2 separate regions of the Mus musculus genome follow, and region 1 is linked to region 2. A link is a contact called in public Hi-C data. All regions are on one chromosome and are shown on one strand. The core of a region is the stretch at or near the end of the contact, and the rest is flanking DNA. Distances in the headings are between cores, read along the strand shown.

The links. A called contact is a pair of places that touch in the nucleus more often than the background predicts.
Region 1: a Hi-C map of liver shows a contact between it and region 2, with 2.5 times the contacts expected there. The contact joins the promoter of Foxa2 here to the enhancer-like site in region 2. A contact is called at or near these places in 6 of 39 promoter capture datasets (the 3T3-L1 cell line, embryonic stem cells, liver and 1 more), 1 of 15 datasets of contacts at CTCF or cohesin (the NIH/3T3 cell line), 9 of 484 Hi-C or Micro-C datasets (the MNK3 cell line, embryonic fibroblasts, embryonic stem cells and 2 more), 9 of 115 datasets of contacts at active chromatin or transcription factors (embryonic midbrain, embryonic stem cells, liver and 3 more) and 4 of 9 other capture datasets (adipose tissue, embryonic stem cells, liver and 1 more).

Annotation. Positions count from the first base shown.
Region 1 is chr2:148,044,504-148,048,564 of GRCm38.p6, forward strand. It overlaps Foxa2 (forkhead box A2), which reads right to left and starts at 1,445. Exons shown (of 2, transcript NM_001291065.1): 1 at 1,324-1,445; 2 at 1-321. The coding sequence starts at 1,410.
Region 2 is chr2:147,903,752-147,907,644 of GRCm38.p6, forward strand. No RefSeq gene overlaps it. Among named protein-coding and RNA genes, the nearest start is that of Gm35579, 5.2 kb to the left of the region's middle. Within about 2 kb of position 1,485, at least 27 of the 459 cell types and tissues checked have an H3K27ac peak or open chromatin away from gene starts, as enhancers often do. A contact at or near this core is called in liver, where this site is marked.

The DNA.
Region 1 (4,061 bases), core at 195-2,694, 140 kb after region 2:
CATGTTGGCGTAGGGGGCAAGGCCACCCATGGCCCCGGCCGCCTGTCCCCCGAGCGGGCTCAGACTCGGACTCAGGTGAGGTCCCATGCCCGCCACGCCGGCCGCCCCGGCTGAGCCGCTCATGCCCGCCATGGCGCCGGCGCCCGGGGACATGCCAGCTAGCGACGGGCTCATTCCAGCGCCCACATAGGATGACATGTTCATGGAGCCCGCGCTCATGTTGCCGGAACCGCCGCCCATGGCAGCCGCGGACATGCTCATGTATGTGTTCATGCCATTCATCCCCAGGCCGGCGTTCATGTTGCTCACGGAAGAGTAGCCCTGCGGACAGAGCCCGGGGAGGAGACAGGTTAGCACCTAGGCTGAGCTCGCCCGATCTTCCCACCCACCCACCAGTTGGACCCAGTCCCCCGCAATTCGTGCAAGCCTCTGGAATCTCTTGCTTTCCCTGGATCCCAGTGCACCAACACCAAGTCCTCTGGGCCCCAAAGAGAGCCGGAAAAGAGATCGCCCTAGGGCCAGCGGGACCTGAGGCTCAGCCTCGCCCAGATTCTAGAACTTCAGTGACCTGGACCACCGCCAACTCAGGCGCCCCAAATGTATTTTACTCTCCCTAGGGGCTCCTCAAATCAGCTGGCCAGCACACTGAGTCAGCACCGAGGCCGGAAATCTCCGTTGCTATCCCAGGTAGTCAAAAGCCACCTTTGGAACCTCACTGGGGCAGTCTCAAGCGAAAATCATCTCAGTGTCCTCTATTCTGGGGTTTCGTACCGGGACCCCACTCCTTAGTCATAGGGGAGTGAAGCGCAGTGCCTGCACAGAGTCCGGGAGCAGCTGGAGGCATCGCGTGGAGGAATAAGGAAGGGACCGCCAACTCGGCTAGGAACTGTTAGTGTCCCGGCTTCGTAGCGACAAACTTTTTTTCTCTTTGTCCACTGGTCTTTGATTCTTTGCCTGTACCTCTGTCCCCAACTCCTACCCACCTTCTCTTCCCCAGCTCCCCACCCCCTCGCCAGCCGACCTCCCACCCCTCCCCAGCCGCGCGCTGCCAAACATAACTCTGTTAGGATAGTGCGTGGCTCGGCCACGAAGAGGATTTGGAGGCGCCGCAAGTCAATATTTGATCACAAAGTTAATATTATCTCAAGGCTAACAGTGTGTCGTATAAAAAAGAGACCCATTTGAGTAGAAGGAGGGCGGAAAAGGCGGCTGTCCAGGAAGGCTAGAGGTGGGGGGGCGGGTACCGGTGAAGGGAGCGTGCGGAGGCTGGGGACGCGGAGATAGCTGTCACCCCACTTCTCCCTGGCCAGGGCAAGAGCTTACCTCGGGCTCCGCGTAGTAGCTGCTCCAGTCGGATGGCTCGTGCCCTTCCATCTTCACGGCTCCCAGCATACTGGAAGCCGAGTGCATGGCGGTTTAAAATTTAACAGCCACAACAAACGACCAGCAATCAGCCCCCACCCCCACCCTCTTAAAAAAAAAAGTCAGCAATGGTACCGTCCCCTCCCTCCCGCCCTCTCTCGCGCTCCCCCTCTCTCCCTCTCTGGACTCCACTTCCTCTCTCTCTCCCGCGGCCTGCGGCGGGAAGTAGCTGGGAGTGGGCGGGAAGGTGGCTGGCGGAGGAGGGGGCCGAAGAACCCTGGAGGCCGGAACCCGAGACTCGCCGTCGGGCGTGCACTCTGTCGCCGCGCTCCCGGGGCTGCCGGTGCAGGCTGAGGCTGGCAGTGTCGAGCTGCCGGGAGGCGGCGGGAAGCTAGCGGCGTGGGGGCGGGCGGGGGGAGAGCGAGAGGAGGGGGAGGAGGAGGAGGAGGAGGTGTGGACCGCGCAGCGGACAAGTGCCGCAATGACGTGAGCGGCTGGTGATATAGCGCGGTGCGCTGGCGCTGGCCTCCAATCCCCAGACCCCGGGCAGCCCATTTGAATAATCAGCTCACACTTAGGTGAGAGGAAGCCAGGGCTAGCGTTCCGCACCTGCCGCTGGGCGCCCCGAGCTAGCCCATCTCCTGCTGTCCCTGGCACTCCCAAGACCCCGACCTGCAAGCAGGCGTGCTGGCGCCCTGGTGGAGTCCCTTCCTTTACGTCCACGGGGAGTCTTCCGTGGACCCAGAGACCTGGGATCAAGCCACCCTTGGAGAAACTCAGGTCTCCTGCTCCCGCCCCGCCCCTCCTCATCGCCCCAAGCACGGGGTTCGTCAATCCGAAGGCGCGTACCGCCTTGGTGGCCTGCAAAGCGAGGCAAGCCAGATTTATTTATCTCGGGTTTCCTCCCTTTTAGTGCACATTCCCTGTCAAAACAACAAGCAGGTGACAGCCAATTTGCAAAGCGCTGTCCTATTTAGAAAAACTGTGTACACACCTTTAACTCGCTGGCCGCTGCTCCGGAGGCCCCTCCCCGTTACAGTTAAGTCCCGGGGCGGCCTCAGGAGGCGCGTAGGACTCGCGTGGTCTGGCCGCCCTGGTCGTCAGTTACCTCAGTCCTCTTTCTGGCTACCCACCTCAGTCGGCCTGGAGAGACCCGTTTAGCTGCAGCCAATACCCGGGAGGCAGCGATTTGCCTCTGGCATGAGGGCCTCGGTGTTTCAAGGTTACTTTTCAGTTAAATCCAAGGTGCCCAAAGCATTTCGTAACTAAAACAAACAGGGCAGTAGGTGGGGGTAGGGCAGGAGAAAAAAAATCAATAATGGGCCTTGTGGGATGACTTCAGGAGGATCTGTGTTCTCTGCCTGCAGAGACCAGGACTGTCTTATAAAAATTGAAAATTTCAGTTTCTTTTCTCTTTAGCTTCTAGGTGTTAAAAAGTGTCATTTGAAGTGTTGTCTTCTGCCTTTGAGGCAGAGGCAGGAGGATCTCAGAGAAGTCTAGGCTGACCTAGTCTATAGAGTGAGTTTCAAGACATCCGGGCTACAGAGAGAAACCTTGTCTCCCCAAACAAAACAAACATGAAAACAACAGAGTATGTCATTTATATTGTTAGCTACCAAGACCGAGACTAAGGTAAGCCTAGATTTTGGAGTGGAGGGTCTTGCCGGCGTTTTTATGTGGACAGTCTTTCTTGGTTCTGAAAATGTGACTAGGATGTAGGGATACAGTCCCAAACTCTTCTCTCTAGGAGATGGAGAAAATAGGAAATAGTTGGCCCAAATCCAGGTGTCCACAATTTCGTGTGGTAGAAGAAGAGTACATAGAGGTGGCAGGTACTGGGGTGAGCTTTGAGCATGGAAGCCTGAATGAGAATGGAAGCCAGATTGGAGGGTAAAGAAAGAGGTCAGCATCCTTTTGGACTGAAGACGCAGCAACATCAGTGCCCTTTGCTGCTGAAACGCACATAGTATGGACAGATAAGGTATTAATGTGTCATCTGAAGCAATGCAGAGCACGAGTCCCTCAAAGGCAACGCCTGTTTTCCCGCTGAAGGTGAATCTGACGTGTTCACCTAGTGAACACAGGGAACCCAGAGAGATCAGATCCTCCAGCATCTTCCCCAGGACCCCACAAGGATGACCGCAGACTTGAAAAAGAGGGGTGCACATGTTGTTTATAGATGCAGCTATTTTTCAAACTTAAAGCAAAAAAAAAATGCAGGCACCCAACTCCCCCCCCCCCAAGAGAGACACAGAGAATCACAGAGAGACAGTTCCACTCCCCACCAGAGAGAGAGAGAGAGAGAGAGAGAGAGCTCCATCCCCAGAGAGAAAAAGGCAGACAGAGACTGAGACAGCATTCTAGTTCTGTCTAGAGATCTTACATGTCGAAGTACAGTACACGCGCACGCACACACAACAAGGACAGTTCTCTCAGGAAGTGAAACTCAAGATATCAACATTCCGGTTTATTCTGTCCGTCGGTCTGTCTGTCCGTCTGTGTCTGTCAGTTGGTCTATTCCACCACCCCTCTCTGTTAAATGCCAGGGTATTTGTAAGCCTGTGGGCTGCACTGCTCTTTGATTGTGCTCCCAGCTGAAATTTGATCCCAGAAATTATTGCACGTGTAAAATTAGTTACCAAGCGCTGGGAGAGTGGGTACGCGGAGCAAAGCATGCTTCTCTCAGATCTGAGAATTCC
Region 2 (3,893 bases), core at 235-2,734:
TGCTGTTATGTAGTACTGCAGCAGAAGACCTTCACCAGCAACATCCGTTTTCTTCTTTATAAATTAGTTAGTGTCGGTATTCAGATGTTATCACATGTACTAGGATAGTTCTCCTTCTTGGATGGCATTTAACTTGTAAGAAATGGGTCATGCAGAGGCTTAGGGATACCTGTATTACTTGAACTTTTACTGCCAAAGCCTGGGTTCTGGGCACTATAACGAGCTAGGTTTGGCCACTGGTCCTCCATACATCAATTAAATCTATAAGCAACAGTGTAAAGTAATTTATTCAATACAGCCATACTGGGTGTATGGAAGAAATAGAGAGGTTGAAGTGGAAGAAATAGAGAGGTTGAGTGGCCCCAAAGTTTATCTTCTGGGCACCCTCATGAGGTTCATATTTAAACAGAAGGCAAGAAGTATGCATAAGCATTCAGCCCTGACCAAGGTGTGGTACTGTCTATCACTGAGCCATCCTTGTCTCTCATGCCTTCCTTGTAGGGTGGTGTGACTGTGTAAAATCTGTTCCTAGGATTCCAGTTTAACCTCTGACTTGAATTGCTTCTTTCTCTTTACCCACCTTCAACTCCACATAGACTCCTGAAAAAATTCCAAATCCGTGGGATCAATTGTTTCACTAGCCTGATAGTTACAGGAAGGACACTAGTATTCTAGAATATCTTCACTCCTACTAGGACATTACAGCTATGCAAGGAAGCTACCGTGGATCCTATACCATGTTCTGAAATGGAATGCAGCATCAGAATGCTCATATGGAGGGCCAGGATAGTGGACATATTTGCTCACACATCCATTGGTCATTGGATGCTCTGCAGAAAGGGAATGGGCTTGGGTGAAGTGGACTGTCAGTGAAGATGGTCTGCAGGTAAAGTTACACTTTCAGAAATTGAGAACCCTTTCCTACAGTCTGTTCTCTGCAAGGAGGGGTCTAGGCACAGGGCAGTGATTTGTTGTTCAACTGCAAATAACAAGGACTTTTCCTCCTGGAGATTGGGGTGGGACAGTTTCTGGGGTCAAGCTGGAAGTATGTTTTGTGAAAGGCTTATGTTGATTCTTATTTACAGACAAGTGTCCCTGCAGTGGTTGATGGGCCTGAGGACTTGGGGATAGAGGTGTCTGTGCACCAGGACATTGGGTCCGATGAGCCCACCTGGACTGAGTCTCAGAATGCAGTGACCATCAAAGGGCCTCACAGAAAAAAGTAGGAGCAAGCTCCTTGTGTCCAGATGCCTGAGATTATCATGGGATATTTAGCCCTGGTGCCACTCAGGCAAAGCAGAGCTGGAAGGTGGGTCTGCTTTCCTGCCTCCTCCTGCTGACTGGCTCCAGCCAGCCTTGTCTCAAGGAGAGCTTGTTCAATTGAACTTTCAGCTCCCTAAATTGGCTCGTTCCCCTACCAGAGAAAACAGCCCTATTATAAACATACAAAACTAGAGTTAGGAGGGGTTGGGGGACTGCAGGCTCTTGCCTAAGTCTGGCCTCAGAATTGACTTTTCTGTCAATGAGAACACAGATTTGCTTTGACTTCTCCTGTGTGCTTTGGCAGTTTCGGCATGGCTGTAAAATTTATCCAAGGGAAACTGGCATTTATCTTGGGTTCACTTGCACTGGGCTAAACTGATAAACAGATGGGGGTTGGCCAGGCCATGGCTAATTTGGTTAGCACTTTACAAAACACAAATGTCACCTTTATTTCTGCAGGATTATTTATTGCTAATTGGGAAGTTATTGGTCTGTTATATTCGGACAGGATCGTTCACACTGTTGAAAACCATCTACTTCCTGGTTTTTGTGAAGCAATATCCATTATAAAGAGGAGGGAGTGTGCTGCCTCGGGTGGGAAGATCTGTCATTGATGCCAATAAAAGAATAAAATGATCCAACTGGGTCTGCATATGCACACAAAGCGAACTTATCTGTAAGGCTGTAGAGGGAAGAAAAAAAGAGAGAGAAAGGGAGAAAAAGAAGAAAAGAAAGAAATCCACAAGATCTAAGGGAAGCTTGCAAAGAAGACCAGAATTCAGAACAATGTCCTTCCCTGCTGTCTCCGGACTTTTTTTCTTTTGTGCCTGCCTAAAGGCAGTGGGAGGATCAGAGACCTCATCCTGGCTCTGTTTACTTTGGGAACAATCGGTGATGTATGAATAATAATGCCTCCCTCTGACCATGACTAATTGAATTGCAGCGAGCATGGTGCCCAGTGAGGGGCTTTGCTGGCCAGTCCATCACACCATTTTTCAAGTAGCTCGGGACAGTGATTGATGGTCTGGGTCCTTCCAATGAGCACCCTTGAACACCTAAGAGCAGGAGTGTGAACCTGCATTCCAAGTTTCTATTAACCAGAGCCTCGGGGAACAGCGGCTGGCAGGAGTCAGTGCTAAGACTGGTGACAAATAGAGCGACTGCAGGGAGAGGAAACCTTGTCCAGCTTCACCCATACCTGACTTTAAGAAAATCCCTGTATTGGGAATGGATAGGAAAATATCCCACTAGGGATCACCAGGCCACCGTGAGATACCTTCCGTTGCAGCTGACCCTATTACTAGGAAGTGGTAGGAGTGATAGCCTGGGGAAAATAAAGTAAGATAGGCCAAGATGTGTCTTGTAAGAGGGTCTTTAGGAGACCTCTTAAGGAATAGGAAAGAGTTGATGAGATGAGAAGCTAGTGCACAGTTGGAAGCGAGCGAGTCTACAGCCACATCCATAACCTAACAATGGAGAGCCTCGGGACCCTAATGTGACCAGCCCGGCGGCTGTCTGAGCTGTGTTTACACAGTGAACTAGCAGCTGAGACCCTGGCTCAGTCGACTTTGTTCTCACAGCGTGAAGGTGACCTGAGTGAACTGCCGGAGGCTTGGTGCAGTGAAAGCCTTCCAGTGGTAGGGTCACCGCCATCTCTCTCAGGTACATTTAGTGGGCCAAGCCCTGCTTAGGCACCTTTTCATCCTAGCTGCGCCTGCTGCTCTGGCTAAACTTGGGGGATGGATGCTGGCCGGAAGGGAGCTTGCAGGAGCCCTTCTGCTGGAAACCTCTAGAGAGACAGGGGGCAGCCTAAGGGACTGGTACTGAACGTCTTAAATTGTTAAATTCCTTCATGCACTTTCAGAGTAAATTTCACACCCACCCTCTATGCATTAGAAATTTCCAGGAAGTGTGCCACCAGACAGGTCTCTCAGCTAAATCTTGTTTAAGAATAACATATGTTTTTACCCAAGGTGAGATTTACACGTGTAATTCGGATATGGTATTCCTGTAAACAAGATTTTAAAATAAATAGTTAAATGATTTTTTTTATATTTTTCCGTTGTCTATTTTGTCTGTCAGTTGGCTATAATCTACTTATTCATCTAGGTGGCTATTAGCTAACAGTTCAGTTATCCATGTATGAATCCACCTATTCACTCATCCACCCATCTTCCTGTCTAGGTGAGCAGCTTGTACGCTCTAAGAGAGCAGCCCCTTCCAATGGTGACAGTAGAAAGCAGGGTACAGTGCCACAGTCCCAAGCTACTTCAGATCTCTTAAGCCAAGCAGAAAAGTGATCTGCTTTCTGCTTTGTATATCTTGCTTCCTAACCCCACTTGACCAAACAGACAAGATATTCAAGGAAAATAATCATTTCCTGGTGCTTATAACCAAATGTGAAATATTTCCAATCCCTTACATCAAGGCCGTGAGAGCCTTTTAGTCCCTGGCTTCCAATCCCCAGCCCATCCTACTAAACAAACAGTCTGACCACCCGGCGTGGGCCACACTCCTGGGGTTAAGATATTCCACCCAAAATCCCCTCGCTCTTTCTTCGCTGATATTCATGGCCACTATTCTTGTGCTTTGAATACCAAACAAAGGGAGAGGGAGCTGGCTTAGCGGCT